Regions from separate parts of the Mus musculus genome. Here regions 2, 3, 4 and 5 are each linked to region 1. Evidence: chromatin contacts called from public promoter capture Hi-C data. All regions are on one chromosome and are shown on one strand. The core of a region is the stretch at or near the end of the contact, and the rest is flanking DNA. Distances in the headings are between cores, read along the strand shown.

The links. Promoter capture Hi-C pulls out the DNA fragments that hold promoters and counts their contacts.
Region 2: a contact with region 1 is called in a promoter capture Hi-C map of pre-B cells, with 4 times the contacts expected there. The contact joins the enhancer-like site here to the promoter of Pdzk1ip1 in region 1. A contact is called at or near these places in 7 of 39 promoter capture datasets (the C10 cell line, cranial neural crest, embryonic stem cells and 3 more), 1 of 15 datasets of contacts at CTCF or cohesin (large pre-B cells), 1 of 484 Hi-C or Micro-C datasets (palatal mesenchyme), 2 of 115 datasets of contacts at active chromatin or transcription factors (both in embryonic stem cells) and 2 of 9 other capture datasets (adipose tissue and embryonic stem cells).
Region 3: a promoter capture Hi-C map of the HPC-7 cell line shows a contact between it and region 1, with 2.9 times the contacts expected there. The contact joins the promoter of Nsun4 here to the promoter of Pdzk1ip1 in region 1. A contact is called at or near these places in 10 of 39 promoter capture datasets (the HPC-7 cell line, HPC-7-derived erythroid cells, cranial neural crest and 6 more) and 1 of 115 datasets of contacts at active chromatin or transcription factors (pancreatic cancer cells).
Region 4: a promoter capture Hi-C map of embryonic stem cells shows a contact between it and region 1, with 8 read pairs. The contact joins the promoter of Dmbx1 here to the promoter of Pdzk1ip1 in region 1. A contact is called at or near these places in 10 of 39 promoter capture datasets (3T3-L1-derived adipocytes, cranial neural crest, embryonic stem cells and 6 more), 1 of 15 datasets of contacts at CTCF or cohesin (stem cell-derived epiblast-like cells), 1 of 484 Hi-C or Micro-C datasets (embryonic stem cells), 8 of 115 datasets of contacts at active chromatin or transcription factors (T-cell acute lymphoblastic leukemia, craniofacial prominence, embryonic limb bud and 3 more) and 2 of 9 other capture datasets (embryonic stem cells and liver).
Region 5: a promoter capture Hi-C map of embryonic stem cells shows a contact between it and region 1. The contact joins the promoter of Tex38 here to the promoter of Pdzk1ip1 in region 1. A contact is called at or near these places in 11 of 39 promoter capture datasets (cranial neural crest, embryonic stem cells, epiblast stem cells and 2 more), 3 of 115 datasets of contacts at active chromatin or transcription factors (bone marrow-derived macrophages, embryonic stem cells and stem cell-derived neural progenitor cells) and 2 of 9 other capture datasets (embryonic stem cells and liver).

Annotation. Positions count from the first base shown.
Region 1 is chr4:115,086,991-115,091,114 of GRCm38.p6, reverse strand. Pdzk1ip1 (PDZK1 interacting protein 1) reads right to left here and starts at 2,407. Exons shown (of 4, transcript NM_001164557.1): 1 at 1,903-2,407. The coding sequence starts at 2,170.
Region 2 is chr4:115,986,287-115,990,409 of GRCm38.p6, reverse strand. No RefSeq gene overlaps it. Among named protein-coding and RNA genes, the nearest start is that of Gm38492, 17 kb to the right of the region's middle. Within about 2 kb of position 2,834, at least 5 of the 459 cell types and tissues checked have an H3K27ac peak or open chromatin away from gene starts, as enhancers often do.
Region 3 is chr4:116,051,904-116,055,769 of GRCm38.p6, reverse strand. It overlaps Nsun4 (NOL1/NOP2/Sun domain family, member 4), which reads left to right and starts at 1,959. Exons shown (of 6, transcript NM_028142.5): 1 at 1,959-2,086. The coding sequence starts at 1,994.
Region 4 is chr4:115,938,625-115,942,430 of GRCm38.p6, reverse strand. It overlaps Dmbx1 (diencephalon/mesencephalon homeobox 1), which reads left to right and starts at 2,505. Exons shown (of 5, transcript NM_001025567.1): 1 at 2,505-2,546.
Region 5 is chr4:115,779,451-115,783,154 of GRCm38.p6, reverse strand. It overlaps Tex38 (testis expressed 38), which reads left to right and starts at 2,121. Exons shown (of 2, transcript NM_029196.1): 1 at 2,121-2,168; 2 at 2,552-3,321. The coding sequence starts at 2,168. The coding sequence ends at 3,156.

The DNA of each region.
Region 1 (4,124 bases), core at 1,158-3,657:
CAGAGAAGTCTGGGCACTCTGTAGGGTCCAGGGAGACATCTGAGTGGTCAGAATAGACATAAGGCCTGCCCACTCTTCTAAGTATGCAGGAAGGATGGGGGCTCAGACCCTACTGAAGCTTGAAGAAAACCTGAGCAGCCAAAAAGGGAACATGGCTCAGAGTTTTCCCTGAGGCTCAGGTCCCAGAGCTTCCTTCTTGCACACCCCTCCCCCGCAACAGTCACATGCAAGGCCCCCCTAGAAGTGCAAGAAAACAGGGACCAAAGGGCAGCTCCAATGGCTGGCCTAGGCCTCCCTGTCAGTCAGCTGGGAGTGGCCCCTCCTCCCTCCTGCTAGCCCAGAGAGGCCAGGCCAGGGCTGGCATCTGGAAGATCCAGTTCTAGAACATAAAGCTTCTCTGGGAGGACTAGGAGGGGTGAGGTCTGGCCAGAGCTGCTCAGCGCTGGTTGCTCAGCTGGGGTGTGGAGAGGTAAAAGAGAGAGAGTTAAGATGTTGGGTTCTAGATTGGAACCCCTTTATCCTCTCCAACAGGGTGGGCAGGGCACAAAGATCAGCGACCAGGTTAAGGTCTAGCCAAGTAGCCCTTCTACCTTTTCACCCTTGATGTCAACTCCAACCCTTAAAACTTCTTCAGGCCACTGGCAGCCCCAAGGAAAACCATTTTCCCCATTAGACTGAAGATCTCACACCCCAAAGGCAAGATACCCTGACGCTAAGAGTCTCAGGAGGAAAGAGAGGACAACAAGAGACTGGAAGGGGAGAATCCTGCCTTCAAACAAGACTGTATGACTAGAGCCATCCTATGTTATGAGAGGCTGGGCATGAAAAGACCTCAGCCTGAATCATTCCCACCCCAAAGTCCTTCTTGGAGTCCACCTAGATGCTCTTCTGCTGCAGTAATGGCTTGATTATCCTTAGTGATGTTTCCAAGGGTGACAGGTGTTGGTGAAAGAAAGGATCACGGAACTCTGGGCTGTAGCCATGGCAGCTCCAGGTTAGCAACCCCTAGTAGAAGATGCACATGATTGCTCTGCAAGGGCCCATGTTGTGGAGATATCCTTCCCACTCTGTCCAAGAAACCTGGGCTCAGGTCCATTACTTTTTCTGGTCTATGATGCTCAGGCATTGGGAACAACCCTGGGAGGTCCCCTCCCATTTTCCTTCTTCTGTGGCTCTTACAGCTAACTCCTCACAGACATCCTCCTCTTGTGGCTATGGGGAGAGCTTATAGAGCAAGGGATAGAGTCAAAAGCAGAAGAAAAATGGTCCTGGACCGGTTTCTTCGTGAATCTATATAAGTTACTCAATCTCTCTGGTACAAAACCCTTTCATACCTCCAACCTAACAGCAGCTCTGAGAGGTGGGCAGGGTAAGATTTACTGAGAATGAATTAAAAAAAAAAAAAAAACTAAGACTCAGAGTGGGACAGGAATTCCCTCATGGCCACACAGCAAGACAGAAAGAGCTTGGTGAAGAGTACCCCCACGGTGGGACGACTATGGAGAAAGTGACAAAGAGGACTTAGGTCATCCAGTCCAGGGGCTTATGCCTTTAATGTCACCACCCCCTAGCCCCCATCCAGAGCAAGCATTTGAAGGTGCACTGGGACTGGTCCCAGTCTCTGTTTCTAGCCCCAGGACTGAGTTGTCTCTGGGACAATTCCTGCTGTGAGGTTTGGATCTCAATTCCTGTTCCTCCCCTAAACCCCAGAGCCAACACATACATTCCCTGCTGTCCCACCTCTCCCCGAAGGAAAACAAATCGATTACAGAACCTAAGTCAGAGGACTGTGGCCCCGTGGTGTGTATTCACCCTCCAAAACACCACCCCATCCAACCTCAGTCACTGTTTTCCTGCCACCCCTCTCCTCCCTGAAGCCCAGGTACCCCTGTCCTGTGCTACCTTGTTGACAGCTGGCAGGTGCCACTTCCGCGAGCAGACCCAGCACGAGCAGACTGAAGGCCAACATGGCTGCAGGCAGCTGTAGGACCTCGGTCCACTGCTGGTGTTTTTGACTCCTGGAGCTGCTGGAGGTCTGGGGTGTTTGTATGAGATCAGCTGGAGAGCAGTCTGACTCTAAAGGAGAGGTTGGATTGGGTAAGGCAGAAGTGGAAAGAGGGCGGGGAGGAAGGACTGGCAGACTGGTGAAGAGAAACTGCCCTCCTCCCATGGAAATGAGCTGCCGGGCCTGGCTTATGCCCAGCCCGACGAACTGGCATTTAAGGTACCCCTTTAGAAACCAGTTCTGGGGGTGGGCCCAGGGAACTGGGGAAGTAAGGGGAAAGTCCCCGCCTTCTCCGACACTCACTCTGCCTCAGAAGTCTTCTTCTGAGCTCACCTTTCCTGGCAATGGGGCTAGGCTCCCAGGGAAAGGTGTGACATTTTCAGCCCTGCCTTGAATGAGCCCAGTGGGTGGGGCTTCTTGAAAGACTGACAGTTGGCTTGAGACAGGCTCTAGCTGGCTCAGGGAGCCAGAGGAAAACATCTGTGGACAAAAGACTCAGGGAAAGCTCAGCTGCCCGCTTTCCTTACATCAGCCCCTCCACTCACTTCTTGTTTCCGACCCACCAAGCCAGACCCTGGGACCCCACCTCACGTGAAACAGAGACTCACTTCACAGTCCCCAGCCCTGACCAGTCTGGTGATTCCCTATAGCCCAGTTCAACATTCCCTCTTGGTTCCCACAGTCCCTGATAACCTGGCAGGCCTTAGACAAGATTTGACTTGGTCAGAAGTCTCAACATCTGCCTTCAGATCCACCTCCCTTCATCACAGCAGACATCTCCCACCTTCAGTGACCTATTTATTTTATCAAATGGAGATCTGCACCCTGCTTAAAACTAACGAGGGAAGCATGGTGGATATTTGCTAGTTCTGCCTCATTCCTTTCATTCCAACCAGTGGTTCCCTGGAATGTCCAAAGCAGGTGGGAGCCCTGAGCCTGCTTCCCCTATGTGTGCATGCCTACTTCATGCACGTGTCTTAGCAATCTTCCTTTGTTCTGCTCATTCCCTGAGACTTCCAAATGCCCGGGTGCAGTCTACAGACAGGAATAGCCATGAGAAGTTCATCTGTCCCTCAGAAATCTACATCACAGGGCCAGGCATTGCAGAAGCACATCTCCCACCCAGCAGGACACACAGCATCTGCCAGACCTTCCAAACACTAGGGATGACCCAAGTACCTACTGAAGTCTGGGGTGTAAGTCCGTGGTGGACCTCCTTGTCCCAGCTACCCTAGAATATAGGAGTTGAGATGCAAGAGCAGGCTAGACCCCCTTCCTAAGGAAAGGAGGGGAGAGGATTTTTTGGCAGTCCCTGTTGCTTGCATGGTTTCCTAAAAGGACGTTATGCTCAGACCTTTCCAGTGCACACTCAGGTAGGAGATTTCATGCTGTCTTGGCTTCAGACAGGTACTCAGAAAGCCCCAGGGCACAGTCATCATGCCCATCTGTCCCCGACTACAAAACACAGAGCCTGTGATCTTGGTCCAACACGAGACTAAGTTTATGTTCTGAAGAAGCCAATATCAACCTGGCTTGACCAGATTTAGGAAATAAGGAAGCTAAGAATGGGTGGCTGCGACATTAAACACCAGCCAGGGCACTGTGGATGGGATGACACTTGTGAGGGTATCCACTGCATTGCTTGTCCCAAGGCACAGGTCTTACTTAGTTCCTGTCCAAAGGAAAAACAAAAAAACAGGACAGGTGAGAGCCTGTTTCCTCTGAGTGCATGTCTGCACAACTACTTTCATACATGTGCTGTGGGCCTGTGACCATTCCACAAGTGTCTGCAGGGAAACTCTTCATGTCTAACTCTACATGGCTAGTCTGTTCTTAACGTGGGCTGAGAATCGTCAGGAGCATGGAGGAGCTGCCTTGGTGGATGTTAATGAACAGCCAGGGAACCACTGGTTGGAATGAAAGGAATGGGGTGGAATTAGCAAATATCCAACATGCCTCCCTCATCTTAAGCAGGCTGCAGGAAACCAAGGTCAGACCACCATTTGAGAAAATGAAGAAAATCATCAGAGGTGAGAGGGAGACTTGGGAGACATGCAGCCACTGACTGGGCTGCATTAGAGAAGGCTTTGCTCAGTGCTTGGGAGGTAGGAAAGCCTGG
Region 2 (4,123 bases), core at 1,585-4,084, 900 kb before region 1:
CATTAAGCCTGCCAAAGTGAAATTGATACTTTGAACACACACAATAGAAGGAGACAACTGACTCCAACAAGCTGTCCTCCGACTTCCACAAGTGTTGGTAGCGTGTGTACACCCACGCACAGAAATAAAGAAAAGCAATAAACATGTTTTCATGAGACTGAATTCAAAAGCAATGGGCTAACTTGTTCGATGGGAAAAGTGTTAAGACAGCCTAGCATCCAGGTTATGGTATGGTTTGTTTTGTTTGTTTGTTTGTTTGTTTGTTTGTTTTTTAGATTTATTTATTTATTATATGTAAGTACACTGTAGTTGTCTTCAGACACTCCAGAAGAGGGCATCAGATCTCATTACAGATGGTTGTGAGCCACCATGTGGTTCCTGAGATTTGAATCAGGACCTTTGGAAGAGCAGTCAGTGCTCTTACCCGCTGAGCCATCTCTCCAGCCCCCTATGGTATGGTTTTTATTAGTTGCTTTTAGACAGGTTTATAAAGAAAACAAGGACCCCCAAAGGTGCCATTTGATAAGCAATGGAATATCCACATAGTTAAAGTTGTGGCAAAGTAGCTTTAGTTGTTAAAGAAATTAGTACAATTAAGGAGAAACTGTGTACTTTGCACAGGGATGATAGGAATCGTGCTCCAAGGACAGGACCCCACCCACGGAAGGCTCAGGGCATAAAACTGGAGATCATCCCTTTGGGAAGAGACTGCCTGAAAGTGAGTCCCTTGCTTAAAATTCACAAGCTAAACAAAGCACTTTCTCTGGCTCAGCTGTAGGCTCTTGTCACAGCTATCACTATCCAACGGACCCAGGTGTCATCATGAGTTGGCAGCAGAACTTTGTGCCGCTGTCCACATTCTGCTGATTTTGCAAGCATATAAAATGGAAGGGTAATGAGGTCATGGAGGTTTGCATCAAGTTTCTAGAAAGTTGCTAAGGCTAGACAGTGTGTAACAGGGTCCAGCTCCCTTCGTGACAATCCCGAGAGAGCACAAAGCTGAAACCTAAATCGCAGTGGAGACCCCAGGGTGTTATAAACATCAAAAACATGGAGCACCGACCAAGGAAAGCTACAGTAATGAGTGGAGTCAACCCAAGAGAGAGGCCATGTGTGTTCTGTTGGAGCCCAGATGATGCCGTCATGAGTCCCAGATTCTGGACATAGAATGCAGGGTTTGGAGTGGGCTTGGTTGCATTTTGATCTTGTTTTGGTCTGGGCTTACTTTGCTATCTTCCTCCCTTTTGGAATGGGAATGTTTACTTAGTGCTGATAAATTATTTCTCCATTCATGAAATGAGTCAATTCAAGACAGATTAGAGCATGTGAATGCAGGTTTATTGGAAGCTTCTTTCAGGCAAGTTCACAGGCTCCAAGCACTGAGGTCAGGGAAGTTGGCCATGGGGAGGAAGAGAGGGGAAAGGGAAGAGGAGGAGGGATAGGGATAGGGATAGGGATGGGGATGGGGAGGGAGGGAGGAGGGGGAGGGGAGGGGAGGGGGAGAGGGAGAGGAGAAGGGATAGGGATAGGGAGAGGAGAAGGGAGAGGAGAGAGGGGAGAGGGGGAGAGAGGGAGAGAGGGGAGGGAGAGAGAGGAAGAGAGAGGGGAGAGACTGGGGGAAGAGAGGGGAGGGGGGAGGGAGGAGGGGGGAGGTGGAGAGAGGGGGAAGAGAGGGGGGAGAGAGGGGGGAAGAGAAGGGGGAGAGAGGGGGGAAGAGAGAGGAGAGGGGGGAGAGAAGGGAGAGGGGAGAGGGGAGGAGAGGGAGAGGGAGGAGAGGGATGTCTAGATTATATAAGGAAAGGCAGACCCGCCCCTGGGCTGGAAAGTTGGGAGGAAGGGTATGATAGGCAGGGACTGAGGGATGCTGGGAGAACCTGGAGGCCACGTCTGCTTTGGGATGTAAAATATACCTTGTCCTGGGTTTGAAACCCAACAAATGTCATTGTATACTTGAAGTATGTAGCTTGGTTTTCTATTTTGTGAGGCCTCACAATTAAGAGTTTGCCTTGAGTTTCAGAAGGGACTTTGGATTTTTTGAGCAATGTCATAATCATATAGCTGTATTGGGACTTTGGAAGCTAGATAACACATGGAATGGCCTGAGCCTATGGAGGTCATGTGAGGAATATTAGATTGCTTCTTCAGAGAGTTTGTTACATCAATGAGAAAAAAATATATAAGACAAGACTAAGATCCTTGGAACTGGGCTGCCCGTGATTTTGGATCTTCTGTTGTGTGTCTTTGGACCCACAGCTTTCTGGCCCAAGGGTCCTCTTCACTGCAAAACCAGAAAACAATGTTACATACCAGCAGGGCTACTGCAAGGAGCATTGTGAGCTATTATAGGTGAAATATTAGGGGCAAGGTCTAGCACATACGGGATGTTGTAATACATTTTACAATTATCTTACATGTGATTATCATTATGATGATGTTGTCAGAACTTGGATATGAAACAAGGGTCCAGAATGGTTCTAAGGCTGTCGCGTTGGTGACATGACATCAGTTGGAAGTTTGAAGAACAAGCTTATTAGAAATATAATACATCCTGGACCATCTTTGGGTAGGTGGGTGGGTGAGGAAGTCTAGAGTCAGAGGCCAGGGATAGAGGAACAGGTATGACCGCTTATGTTCCCTAGTAAGTGTGGGCTGGTGGAAGAGAGAGGGCCACACTCTGAGGAATGCTAACATTCCAAGAGACTGAGAAGGATCCACTAGACTCTAATGATTAGAGGAGCCTGGGAGCTTTCATGTTGCCTTGGAGACAGACTAAGTATGTCTTTGGTGTTGTGGACAAGCATAGGAACATGTACTAAGCATGCAGGCATAAGTACAGCTCTGTCCAATCATGGTGTGTGGTGTGTAGAGTGTTCAGCTAGCCTGAAACAGTAGGTCCTAGCTATCTGCTCACTCCACTCCAAATCTTCAGGACCTGCTCCAGGAAATGCTGGCCCAGAAGCTGATACTCTAGAGAGTTGAATCTAAAGTGCATCCTCTGTTGCTATTTAGAGGAGGTGAGTCAGGACCCTAGCCTAGGCAGGAAAGAGAAGCCCCTCTCCTCCAGGTCCACTGTCTGATGTACACATAGATTCTTGTTTTATGCCTGTAGCTGTCTTTGACAAATGGCTCATGGGCCAGGAATCTCCAATATCTTGCATATCCAATTGCAACTTAGCTTTCACCATTAGAGCTTCATGCAATGGCCTCTCAAGGTCTTTCTGCAGAGACTCTGTTCCCGCCACAGATTGTCCAGGTTACCAGCTGCTCTCTTAAATCATGATGCAAGACTCTAGGACTCCCTTAATGCTCATCCTTCATCCCTCTCAAATCAGAATTAAATTAGCAATATTGCCAAGTTCTGCTGCCAGCTCAGGATGGAGCCCCAACTCCTTGGACACAGCTACATCAGCTTCTGTGTCTTGACCCTGGGAGACACTGCCCTAGGCTGTTGCTCTTGAGGATCAAGGAACCTTAGTCACATTCTCAGTTCAGGCTTTCTCCTTTCACATTGGTCACTAGGATAGCTTTATCCAGTCATCTCCAGCACAGCCAGGGCCCTCTGGCTCTCCACCAGGCTGCTTCTAGGATGCAGAACACTGGATAGGCTTGCCCAGGCCTGGAGGTGGGGGAGAGAAAAGATTGGAGAGAAGGTGCTAGGCTGGGGTCCTTTGGAAGGAAGGCCATTTATAGCAGAGTTGGACTGCTGGGATCACAGTGTCCCCCTAAATTACCAGGAGAAGCCTGATAAAGCAGAGGTGGGGAGACTGAGCCTACCTGTAAAGAAGGCAGCAAATTTCCCTCCTTAGCAGAGAAGATGCAGGGCTCTCATAACTCCTTAGCTTGGTTTCTGTGGTGTGGTCAGGATTAGATGGCTGTAAGGAGCTGTGCTCCTGCACCCAGGTCCATCCCCATCTCCCTTCCCGGCCCCCATTACATGCTTTTGTTCCTGTTGAGAACTGCTGCTCAATCACACACTAAACAATGTAGTCTGGGCTAGCCTGGTACTTGACCAGCTCAGGCTAGTCTTAGATTCTCAGCAGTCATCCTGCCTCAGCCTCCTGGATGCTAAGGTCACAGGGGCACACCTGCTATTTGATCTTGTGCTAGCATTTGTTTTGGCTTG
Region 3 (3,866 bases), core at 710-3,209, 970 kb before region 1:
ATGAACCTTTGTCTGCAAAGGAAATAGGAACTCCACAGGAAGATCAACAGAGTCAACTAACCTGGACCCTTGGGACTTTCAGAGACTGAACCACCAACCAAAGAACATACACGAGCTGGACCTAGGCCTCCCCGCACATATGTAGAAGATGTGCAGCTCTGTCTTCATGTGGGTCCCAAATAACTGGAGCAGAGACTATCCCAAAAGCTATTGCCTGTCTGTGGGATATGTTCTTCCAGCTGGGCTGCCTTGTCTGGCCTCAATGGGAGAGGATACGTTTTGCCAAGCAGACCTGATGTGCCATGGTGGGGAGATAGCTGGGGGGGGACCTCCACCCTCTAGGAGGAGAAGAGGGAATGGGGGAGGCATTGTGGGAGGGGAGTTGGTAAAGGGGTAGTGATTGGGATGTAAAGTGAATAAATAAATCAAGAAACAAAACAAAAGGGGCTGGTGAGATGGCTGAGCGGTTAAGAGCACTGACTGCTCTTCCAAAGGTCCTGAGTTCAAATCCCAGCAACCACATGGTGGCTCACAACTATCTGTAATGAGATCTGACTCCCTCTTCTGGAGTGTCTGAAGACAGCTACAGTGTACTTACATATAATAATAAATAAATCTTAAAAAAAAAATTCTTAAAAAAAAAAAGAAACAAAAGGACATGTGCCATCGTGGCCTCATTTGGCTCACTAAAATTTTGAAACTCAAATTCTCACTTGTTTAAGTCTTATTTTACTTTTATTGTTTAAGATAATGACAGATAGCCAGTCGGTGGTGGCGCATGCCTTTAATCCCAGCGCTTGGGAGGCAGAGGCAGGCAGATTTCTGAGTTCGAGGCTAGCCTGGTCTATAAAGTGAGTTCCAGGACAGCCAAGGCTATACAGAGAAATCCTGTCTCGAAAAACCAAAAAAAAAAAAAAAAAAAAAAAAAAAAGATAATGACAGATACGTATGTGACTTGGATGATGAGTACAATTTTTGGCAGGTGCTCATTCTATATTTGTATGAGTTACAGTTTGGGCACACCCTTTTAATCCCAGCCCTTGGGAGACGGAAGCAAGCAGGTATAATTTCCAGGCTAGCCTGGTGTACATAGAGAGTTATAGGCCAGCCACGACTATGTAGTGAGATCTTGTCTCAAAAATCAAAAGGAAAAGAAAAGAGTGTGTTATATGTTTGTATATGTTCATGCATATGTGCATATGGTCTATGAATGGCAGCTGCAGGTCAACACCACACGTCTTCAGATGGTCTCATGGAATCTGGAGCTCACTAATTCAAAGACGTTGGCTGCCCCACAACTTCCAGAGATCAGTTTGACATACTTAACATTTTTAAAAAATTACGACTTAGCTGATTATACTATATGGTGGGTGGCAATACATTATAAGAATAAATGTAAGGTTACAGAAAAGCTGTCTGACCTGTAGCTATGAAAACCAAGCTTGGCCTGGAACTCACAGAGATCCGTCTGCTTCTGCCTTCCAAGTGCTGGAATAAAGACATATGCCACTCTGCTCAGCCAAACGATCATTTCTAAAAATAGTGATCACCCCCTTTCTTCTTGGATCCTAAGCGGCGTAGTCAATTTGATAGTCTCAGAAAGAACACAAAATTAGGTACCGAGTCTTGAAAAGAACCGTCTAAAAGGAAGATCTTGAAACTGGCTTCTATGGCTTCCTAGCAATTCCGCTTCTGTCTATAGTCTGCTCTAATTTCGTTCTACCTCGGCAGCTTTCTCCATGCAGGTTGAGCCCAGAAGGCCTTCCCTGCAACTTCCTAGGAGCTCCTTTAGATGCTCTAGCACAGCCACCGCTTCGTGTGCGCCCCGAGGATTCTGGTGGGTGGGGTGTGGAGGTAGGCGGAGCCCTGGGGGCGCCGCAAGCCTAGCCCCGCCCTGTCTGCCGCTGATATTCTAAGCAGCCCTCAATCCTTCCCGGAACCCGCGAGAGCGCAGCTGCAGTTTCAGTCGGAATTATTGGCGTTGTTAGTTGACATGGCTGCGCCCGTCTTAAGATGTGTTCGGAAGCTGCTGAAGCTCGTGGACTTCACGCCGGTCCCGCGGAGATATCGATATAAGAAGAAATGGGTAAGGTCTGACATTAGAGGGAGACTTATCCAGCCCTTGCGTTTCCCGTCACTCACAGTTGCATTCGGGACATGAACTCCAGGGACCGTAACCTTCTTGGAGCTCTTGTCTCACGCCTGCCTGTCCTTTTATTAACCACAAGCCTCTTCCTGTTGCGTAAGCAGCCCCCTGACTCCGCCCCTCTCTGTTAAGTCACGGCCTGAGCTTTCATTCGGTGACGTTACATCGCCTCATGTTACTTTTTCTTGCTTACTTTTATCTTGCCCTTCCCACCCTTCTTTTTCCTTTTCTTTCCTCCCTCTTACCCTTCCCCTCCAGTCCCATGAACTCTTCCCCTCCTTTCCTCCTTAAAATTTCAGCCCCTTCAACTTCACCTCAAGCAGACTGCCCTAACAACTACTCCTTCCCTCCTGAGTCTCCGTCGTCCTGCAGGAAAGGATTCACCCCTGTTCTCACTCTCGAGGTGCCTGTGGCGCCCGGGAAAGACTTCAACGACCACCTTTCCTGTAATGCTGGCCTTTCTCCAAATGCAGGCAACAGATTCACCAACCCCCCTTACTCTAGAGAACCTTTCTCTTGCCTCACCATTTCTTCTCCGTGCTTACCTCGACGGATCCCCACCCCGCCCCCTCCGCCCCCAGTCCTCTCCTCCCCACCCCCACCGGAGAGGTGCCCCTTTGAACCCTTTTCTCCACTCCTAGGAAGGCTGTACAGACAAGAGCCAGCTGGTTCATCCTCTCCTTGTTTTGACCGATTCAGCCTTCAGGGGTCACCCTCTCCTCATCAGCGGAACCTATGTTGCAACTATATTGATTCCCCAGAATCTCAGCGTTCATGCCCTCCAAGTCCGCGTCTTTGTTATGTGACTTCCCCACCTCTCATTCATCAGGCCCCTAGAGCCAGCCCAGTAACTTCCCCTGAACTTACTCATATAACCTTGGAGACAGGCCCGGTGATTTCGACTCCCCTTATGCCAGGGTCCCAGGGAAATTACTCCATCATTTCACCTCTTCTTACCCATCGGCCCCTGAGACCTGGCCTTGCAATTTCACCTCCCCTTGCTCACCGATCTGTGGAAACTAGACCTCTAACCCCTGCATCCATTTCTCACCGAGGGCCCCACTGTCCCTCTAGAAGAAGTTACAATGATCCTCCCCTTTCTTCAGCATCTTCCCCACCCTCTGGCAACCCTTACCACGACAACCCTATGCCTCCAAACTCTTGTGAACCTAAACCACAGCTTGATGTACCTCTTGGGAAAAATGGCTGTGGCCCTCCACTTTCTTCTCAGGCAGGCATGTCTGGCTCTCCCATCTCACCTCAAGAGGGCTGTATTCATTATTCCCATTTATGCCCAGATTCCCAGATATCTGCCCCTAGGAGTCCTTTCTGTGTTATCAACCTACCACCTGAGAGTGCTGGTTCTCCTAGCTCATCCCTGCCTCAGGCTCTCCAGAAGCCCTGTGTAGGGTCCTTTCTGTGGGAGCCTGGGGGGAACTCTTACCTCTTACTAACCCCAGGTACTATAATTTCTGGTCCTTCCTGCACCACAGGACCACCTCTTCCTCAGTGTCCTAATCCTTCCCCGTATTTCCCATCTCCCCTGAACAACCAGTGTGTAGCTCCACCTCAGTCACCCAGAGGTTATAATGAACCCCGCCCTCCTACCTCAGCTCCCCCTCAAATGAAGTCCCCCAAATCCCCTGAATCACGACGCAATCCCTACAAGTGTCGGTCCCTAGACAATACACCCCACCACACTCCTCCTAGCCATTCTAAA
Region 4 (3,806 bases), core at 1,256-3,755, 850 kb before region 1:
TGCTGGAGGCCTGCATAAGGACACTGGAAGAAGGAAGATTGACTCTCTTTTCATCCACTGATTGCCTTGTGGGACTGAGCAACTGCTAGATCCTTGGACTTCCCTTCACAGCTGTTGCTGACCATTGTTGGGAGTTGGACTGCAGACTGTAAGTCACCAACAAATTCCTTTACTATATAGAGACTACCCATAAGTCCTGTGACTCTAGAGAACCCTGACTAACACAGACCTGGGATGACTGAACGGATGGAGGTCTTGGCAGCCTGGGGTAAGAAGAATAGGAAGGGGAATTGGAGTTTGTGGCAAACAGATCCTTCCAGAAGCAGGTGCCTGGTTGGGTCCTATGCTCATCACTTGCAGCCTGCAGCACGGAATCTGTGGTATCCTCAACCACTTTGTCCTCCTCAGCACAGAGCCATTACCCTTCAGCTTGCCCAGTGGTCCCCTGTTCTGTCCAAGGAGGGGAGCTAGGGCAGGGTGAGTATAGCTGGGTCACTGAATAAAGACAGAAGACACTTGCCTCACTAGAACAAGGTTTCTCATTGGATGGGGGAGGGGAAGTACTATTTCTGGCCTAATCAAGTAGTATGCACTTGTGCCCAGAGTTGTGTGACAGAATAAGTATATATGTGTGTGCAAAGCTCTATGGTTTTCTTCAGGATGATCTATGTGCGTGTGTGTGTGTGTGTGTGTGTGTGTGTGTGTGTGTGTGTGTGAAGGGCAGGTGGGTGGAGGTACAGTGGCAATCTTGATTACCTAAGCCAAAGAGGCAGGCCTTCACTCCCCTCCCTCTCCTTCTCTCCTCTCCCCTTCTGCACTAGTCCGAGATCCCTGAAGAGAAATTAAAAGGTTATTTAAAGCCCCCGCCTCCGCTTTTTTTGTCCCTTTAAATCGAGCCTAAACGGTTTTGCTTTGGCAGAAGAAATCTTTTCTGGAGCATTGAGGTGGGGGGTGGGGGATCCTGGTGGGAGAGAAGGGTCTAAGCAGCCTAATCCTCTTATGCCCCCCCTCCCTTTCTTTGGAGCCTCCTCCCCCTCCCCTCAGGCGCCCTGCCTCTAACTCTGGGTTGAAGATCGGTCCAACCTCTAAATCTGCTGGTGGCTCCCTCTGTTCCACCAAGGCCAACATTTCTGGCCCTCTCAACTCAGCCTGGGATTTAAAAATCTACTGTTAAGTATGGCAACCTCCGCCATGCCTTAACCCCCAAGAAAATAAACAGCCCACTTCCTCAGAGCTAGGCCAGAGAGTTTGCTTGTAGACCTGAGCAATGTCAGAACTAGGATCCAGCTGCCTGTCTGTCCAGACACCTGGATTACACTTGACCCGAAAAAATCACACAAGGCTTCTTTACCAACACACAAAGAAAATCCCACAGTTACACATGGACTGTGGTTACATGAGCACCAGTAACAAAGACACAACACATTCTAGTCCCAGCCACTGAGGCCAAAGACACCTTGCACAGAGTACTGACCACACAAGCATAGAACACACACCCTTCTCTCCAGGTACCACTGTCGTATAGACACAGCCTTCCAGGCTTCCACAGAGTCATGGCCACAGTAGCCAATCTTGCACTACAAGGTTCCCACATTAACGGGGACACCTGACCCCTTGGCACACACCTCAGACACACAAGGCCTTCTCTGGTTCCACAGCCTCCTGCATAACGACCTCTTCCTATGAATCAGTTGCACCTGGAAGGAGAAGGAGGCTGACAAGAACCTCAAACCCTATCCAGGGATTTTTCCGCTTTGTGAATCATTGCTCTCTCTCTCTCTCTCTCTCTCTCTCTCTCTCTCTCTCTCTCTCTCTCTTTCTCTTTCTCTCTCCCTCTCCCGCGGAGACAGAGACAGGTGCATGTGTGTTGTATGTGCACGAAGAAGTGAGTTCGGCAGACTCAGCCTCCCAACTCTCTCCAAGAGCATCCTGCTGTCGGAAGTTCCACCCTGTATGGGTTGAGCTTGGGTGGTGAGTACTGAGTGCAGGTTGTGTTCGTGCGGGTGTTGTGGTACCAGAAGTGTTTGTGTGTGTGTGTGTGTGTGTGTGTGTGTGCGCGCGCGCTTGCGCTTGCGGTTGCTTAAGCATGCAGTTGCCCAGTTCAACCTTGTTGTGACAGCTGGGGAGGGAGACAAAGCCCTCCTTAAGCCATCGCAGAGCACCCCAAGGTCAAGGGAGACCAGGTAGACCTAGGTGAAGGTTTCTCAGTACTCCTCAACTCCGTAGGGATTGACCTGCGGCTTTACCGCCCAAGATCCAGAGCCAGCAATGACGGAACGATATTCTCGGGGAAATGATGGACGCTGCCGGGGTCCCTAGTTCCTCTAAAGGTTTGACCCGGGCTGCCTAGGCCTTGAGCTGCGTAGATGTTCCAGAGGGGCTGGGCGGGGCCGGGGCGAGAGTGGCGTGTGATTGGCAGCCACAGGGGCCAGTAGGGAGCGCGCGGCCCCGCGCCTTGCGCCCGGGAAACGCGGTTTAAAACTCCAGCTCCAGCCCGGACGCGCGTAGATGGCAGCGGCAGCGGCGGCGCGGGCCAAGGAGACCAGGTGCGAGCGGGCGGGGCTGGCGGGGTGCAGCCAGGAGCGGCCTGGGACCCGGCGGGACTGGGAGGGCTCGGGCGGTCAGCTCCGGGGACCTTCTCCTCGTTTGCGGTCCTGTAGTCTGGGAGTCGGTGGGCGGATCGGAAAGTTTGAAGAGGGTGAGAGACTTGGAAGGCGACAGACACTTAAGCCTTAGGGGAGACGAGATCCGAGGCAGGAGGAGGGAGCTCCATGGGGAGAAAGAGGGAGCGGAGCGATCCCCAGGGTCGGACACGAAGCCAGGGCGACAGAAGGAAAGAACTAGAAATTCCGAGGCAGAAAGGAGGGCAAGTCGTGGGTAGAAAAGCGCTGAGGCGGAGACGGAAGCCTCGGCCGGCGAGACGCAGGCACCCGCAGAGAACGCTTCGGATCCGTCACGGTTTTGCCTCATTTGGAAGATATTACTTCGCCCCTGAAAAAAAATAAATACAAAAAAGGTTTGGATATTAAGCGGAGACAAATCCTTTTTCAGTTTGGAAGGGGGCGGCGGGTGGGGGGTGGGTAGTCAGGGTAATGCAGAGCAGATGCGCCCCGAGGCGTCACGCAGCCCGCGGCCCAGGCTGGAGAGGGGGCGCGGTCCTCCGCCCAGGTTCCTTGCCCGGGATCCCGCAGGGCCACCTACACCTCCCAGCGTCCCTATTCCCGAGTACCCCGCAATACTGGGATTTAGCTCAGAATTCATCCTTTCTGGCTACCTAGGGCTCCTTGTCTCCTGGGATTGCGACTTTACACGAATTATTTGGCCGGGGTGGTTTGGCGCTTAGCCTGCCTCTGCCCTCGTAGACACGACCTCAGGTTAGGATCTTTCAGGTGGGTTTTTGGTCCGCAACGGCCTTAGTTCTCTGGAATTCGTTTGGCCTCCCACGGCCTGTTTTGGCGTGGAGCTGGCGTGGAGCGGGCGAACTCCAGCAGGGAATTCAGGCTGGGGCGGCGTTTGGGAGGCAGGGATCAAAAAATGAAGGGCTCTGCCAGGGTCTCTCCTCTCTGGGCCTCTCATTCCGGTGGCCATAACCCATCTTGGACGGCGACAAGCTAGGGCCTCTAATGGACCTTTCTGGATCTTGGCTGAAGTTTCTTAAGTTCCCAGACCCTGATCAGGGGCCTCCAAGGCCCGGGCGGTGCCTTTAGAGCACTTAGGGGGAAAACATCTTCTTCCTCAAATTCCTATCAATCTGGGGACCAAATCCTGGTAGGGGGCTGAGGGCTCTCGGTGGTGCAGTTGTGTAG
Region 5 (3,704 bases), core at 872-3,371, 690 kb before region 1:
CCGTCTATAAATTGCTTCACAAAAAATTGCTATTTTTATCACAGCAACAGCAATGTTTACATAAACCCATAGAATTTATGTAAATACCTTGTTTACAGAAACCCATGGAATTTACATTTTAGTGGAACCAGATAAACACTCGTAAGTAGAAAAGCAAAGGAAGATATGAGAGACACAAATAGGGTATTGCCTGAGCAGATATTTGAATGTAATGAGGGAACGACTTGTATGATACTTGCAGGGACAGACTAGCTAAGGGGAACAGCAAATGTAAGACAGGATTATAGTGTTGAAAATAGCAAAAGCATATCCCCATGGTGGAGGGGACAGAGGTAGAGATGACACAGAGTTGAGTGGCTAAATTGCTCAGGGCTTTGAAGGTCATGGTTAAAAACTGGCTTTTGATCTGGGAAGTCTAAGCAGAGGAGTAACATGGCCTACTCTTCAAAGGATCGTTCTGACTGCGGAACTTGGAGTATGTGGAGCAAATGTGGAAACCTCCAAGGGTGAGTAATTTGTCCCACCTCAAAGCCCAAGGTCAAGTATAACTTGATAGATAGGCAAGGAAGGATGCCAGCCAAACTGTTGGGTATGTGAATCTGAAGTTCTGAGGTATGTTCCAGGCTGGAGGTTACAGTTGTGAGTCATCAGTGCATTTGTGTTCTTTAATGTTATAAATGTGGGTAAGTTCACTGAGAAGGAAACATAGATAGAATGCTAAAGACTGAGCCCTGGAGCATGCCAAGACTTAGAGACCAGGAGATGGTGGAAAACACCAGCTAAAGAAGAGGAAAAGCAGGGGCAAATAGGGTAGAGCGGAGGGAAAGGCATTCTGGGAAGAACTCTGTAAATAGTGCCTGCTCTGGTTTGAATCTGAAATGTTCTCAATAAGCTCATGTGTTGAACACTTGGTCCCCAGCCAGTGGCACTATTTTGGGAGGCTGTGGAAACTAAAGAGGTTGGGCAGAAGAAGGTCACATGGGGTAAGACTTTGAAGGCTATAGCCCAGACCTTGGTTCTGGTCCTGAGTTCTGCTTGCTGTTTTCTGTGATGTGAATGGCTGTCTTCTACCACGTGTTCTACCACAGCCATGATGGCACGCCCATTCACATGGGACTGAGCAACTATAGAACCCTCTGAAACAGGAGCTAAATCAAACCTTTCCTTTTAACATTGTTTCTGTCTGGTATATGGGTCACAGAGATACAAAAGTAACATAGAGTGTCAGGAGTCACAATAGGAGACTATAAAAAGGAGAAAAACTAAAGGGTAAGATTTCAAGTTATCACTGGTTGGTATGTCTCCCCTAGAGTTGACTGAGACATAACATGCAAGGGCTTTCTAACTGAGCTACCCATAAGTGGATCAAGTTGCCTTAAGTAATAAGCAAGATCCTGGCTCCAATAAATCCTGGGGGGATTGGTTGCTGGGGAGACCTGCCCCAATAGTGCTCTCTTCCCCCATCCCCCTGCCCACCTCCCCCCTGTGTGTGTGTGTGTGTGTAGGGGGTGTCTGATGGCCTGGTCAGAAGGGAATGAAGTATTGAGAATAAAGGAAAGAAAGTTAGCCCGGAAAGGGATGCAGGACCAGATGGAGGAGAGCTCCCACAGAGCCCAAGAACACTTGCCAGCACCTGCTAAAGGAAGGAAAGAAAGCAGAAATAAAAGAGATTGTAGGAGCCAAAGGAGGCACTGACCACTTGGTTCTCTTGAGCTGGTTTTCTTCTCATAGCTTGGTCAAGATTTGTTGAGGCCAGACATGCCCAATGCTCTGTGTGCTCTCCCCAGGAGGCACTGGGGGAGGTACCCAATGGTGTTTCCTTAATCACCAACCACATAGTTAGCCCCTTGAGAATGCCAAGGCCCTGTCCTGGGGCTGCTCTATGGGTTCACTGTAAGGAATTGGGCAGACAACTCTTCTGGTGCCTCGGTCTTTGGTAGAAGCAGTAGATGTTGTGTACTAGAGGTTACTGGATGGGCTCACAAACATTGTCCCTGGAATGCCAGTTGGACAGAACCTGATGACCTTTCCTTTAGAGAACAATGAGGCCCGGGCCTTCTGAGGACTCCTATTGGTGGAGTGGGGTGAATTTCCTCTCCCCAGAGTGATAGGCTGGAGGCCAAGACTGACCTTTACGGATTCCCAAAAGGACCCAAGCCTCTCTGGCAGTAAGTGTAGCACCTCTAGTCCTTGCCCCTCACATTGTACCCTTGGGCATGGGGTAAGTAAGGGGAAGTCTTTTGCATGGATGGAGGAGTGGTGGCTTCTTGAAGTGCTAAGGAATTAGATGGTTATCTTCTCTAGAAACTAAGTACTCCCAGAAGGCTGAGTCCCTACCCCCTTTAGACCTAGCGTTTCTCATCTGTAAATAGCTATAATGATCCCTTAAGGAACCTGGAAGTCTAGTGTTGAGCTGGAGAATGAGGAGGGAGGGGAGGAATGGAGAGAACAGGAAGAGTGACTAGTGAGGAGGTCAAGGAGGGGAGTGAAAAAAAAGCTGTGCATTAGGCACACCAGCCAGCCAGCCTTTCTCTCTCTCTCACTGCCTTAGTGTGGATCTCCTTGTGCATTGGATTCCTGGGGCTGTGTTCTGTGCTAATAGGAAGCTGCATACTCTTTCTGCACTGGAAGAAGAACTTGCAAAGAGAAGAACGTGCCCAGCAGTGGGTGGAAGTGATGAGAGCTGCCACATTCACCTACAGCCCACTGTTGTACTGGATAAACAAGCGGCGTTACCATGGCATGAATGTAGCCATTAACACAGGCCCTCCCCCTGCTGTCACCAAGACCGAGCCGGAAGATCAGAATTCAGATTCTTTGTGGGAGTTGGATCTCTCTGAAGGCAGGAACTTCGTTGTACAAGACAGCAGCCCCAGAGGTGAAGCCTCTGATCTCTTGCAACATGTTTTGGGGATTCCAAAGCAGCCCCAGTCTTCAAAAATGTCACAGCCTCGGACTGACTCCCCATTCCCACTTCCCATCTTTCAGGAGGTGCCCTTTGCCCTGTCCCTCTGCCACCTGCCTCCCATGTTGAACCACTCTGTCTCCTACCCTTTGGCCAACCGCCCTGAAAGGAATGTTCCTTTCTGTTCCCTCCCAACACTGGCCCACGGAACAAACTGCTTTAATGCCAAGCCTTTTGCTTTAGAGCTGTAGTTTCCTCTTAGTGAGGGTGGGAGCTGCAAGTACCAAAGGCTCCCTTTGGTAGAAAACAGAGATAACCACAAGGAGTTGGTACTGACAAGGAGACCACAGCCACCTGGTGAGAGGTTTAAAGCCACAGATTTAAAAAAATAATAATAAAGTCCAAGTTTTCCTGTCTCATTTGCTCCTAGAAGGGCAGTGCCTTTTGTCCCAGCCAATGTGACTGTGGTGCTTTGTAAACTGGTTATAAGTTTCACCACTGCATATGGGAATCTGAGATTACCATTTGGGAGATGCTGAACCAATACTTGTGGCTGGACTGACTCAACATCCCTCCATCCAGTGTTTAAGACTGAATGAGCGCCAGGCTCTGACCTAGGTCTTCAGGCACTGCTCTTCAGCAGGGGGGGAAGCACAGATGGCACAAGAGGACAGTAGTTGAGAGCTATGGTGGCCTACATTGGCTATGTCATAAACCTAACAAATGCCAGTATGGTTTAGCTGGACTGTTGTTTGCCATGTATTGCTTCTTGGCTGGCTGTCTTTGTCCTTTATTTCTA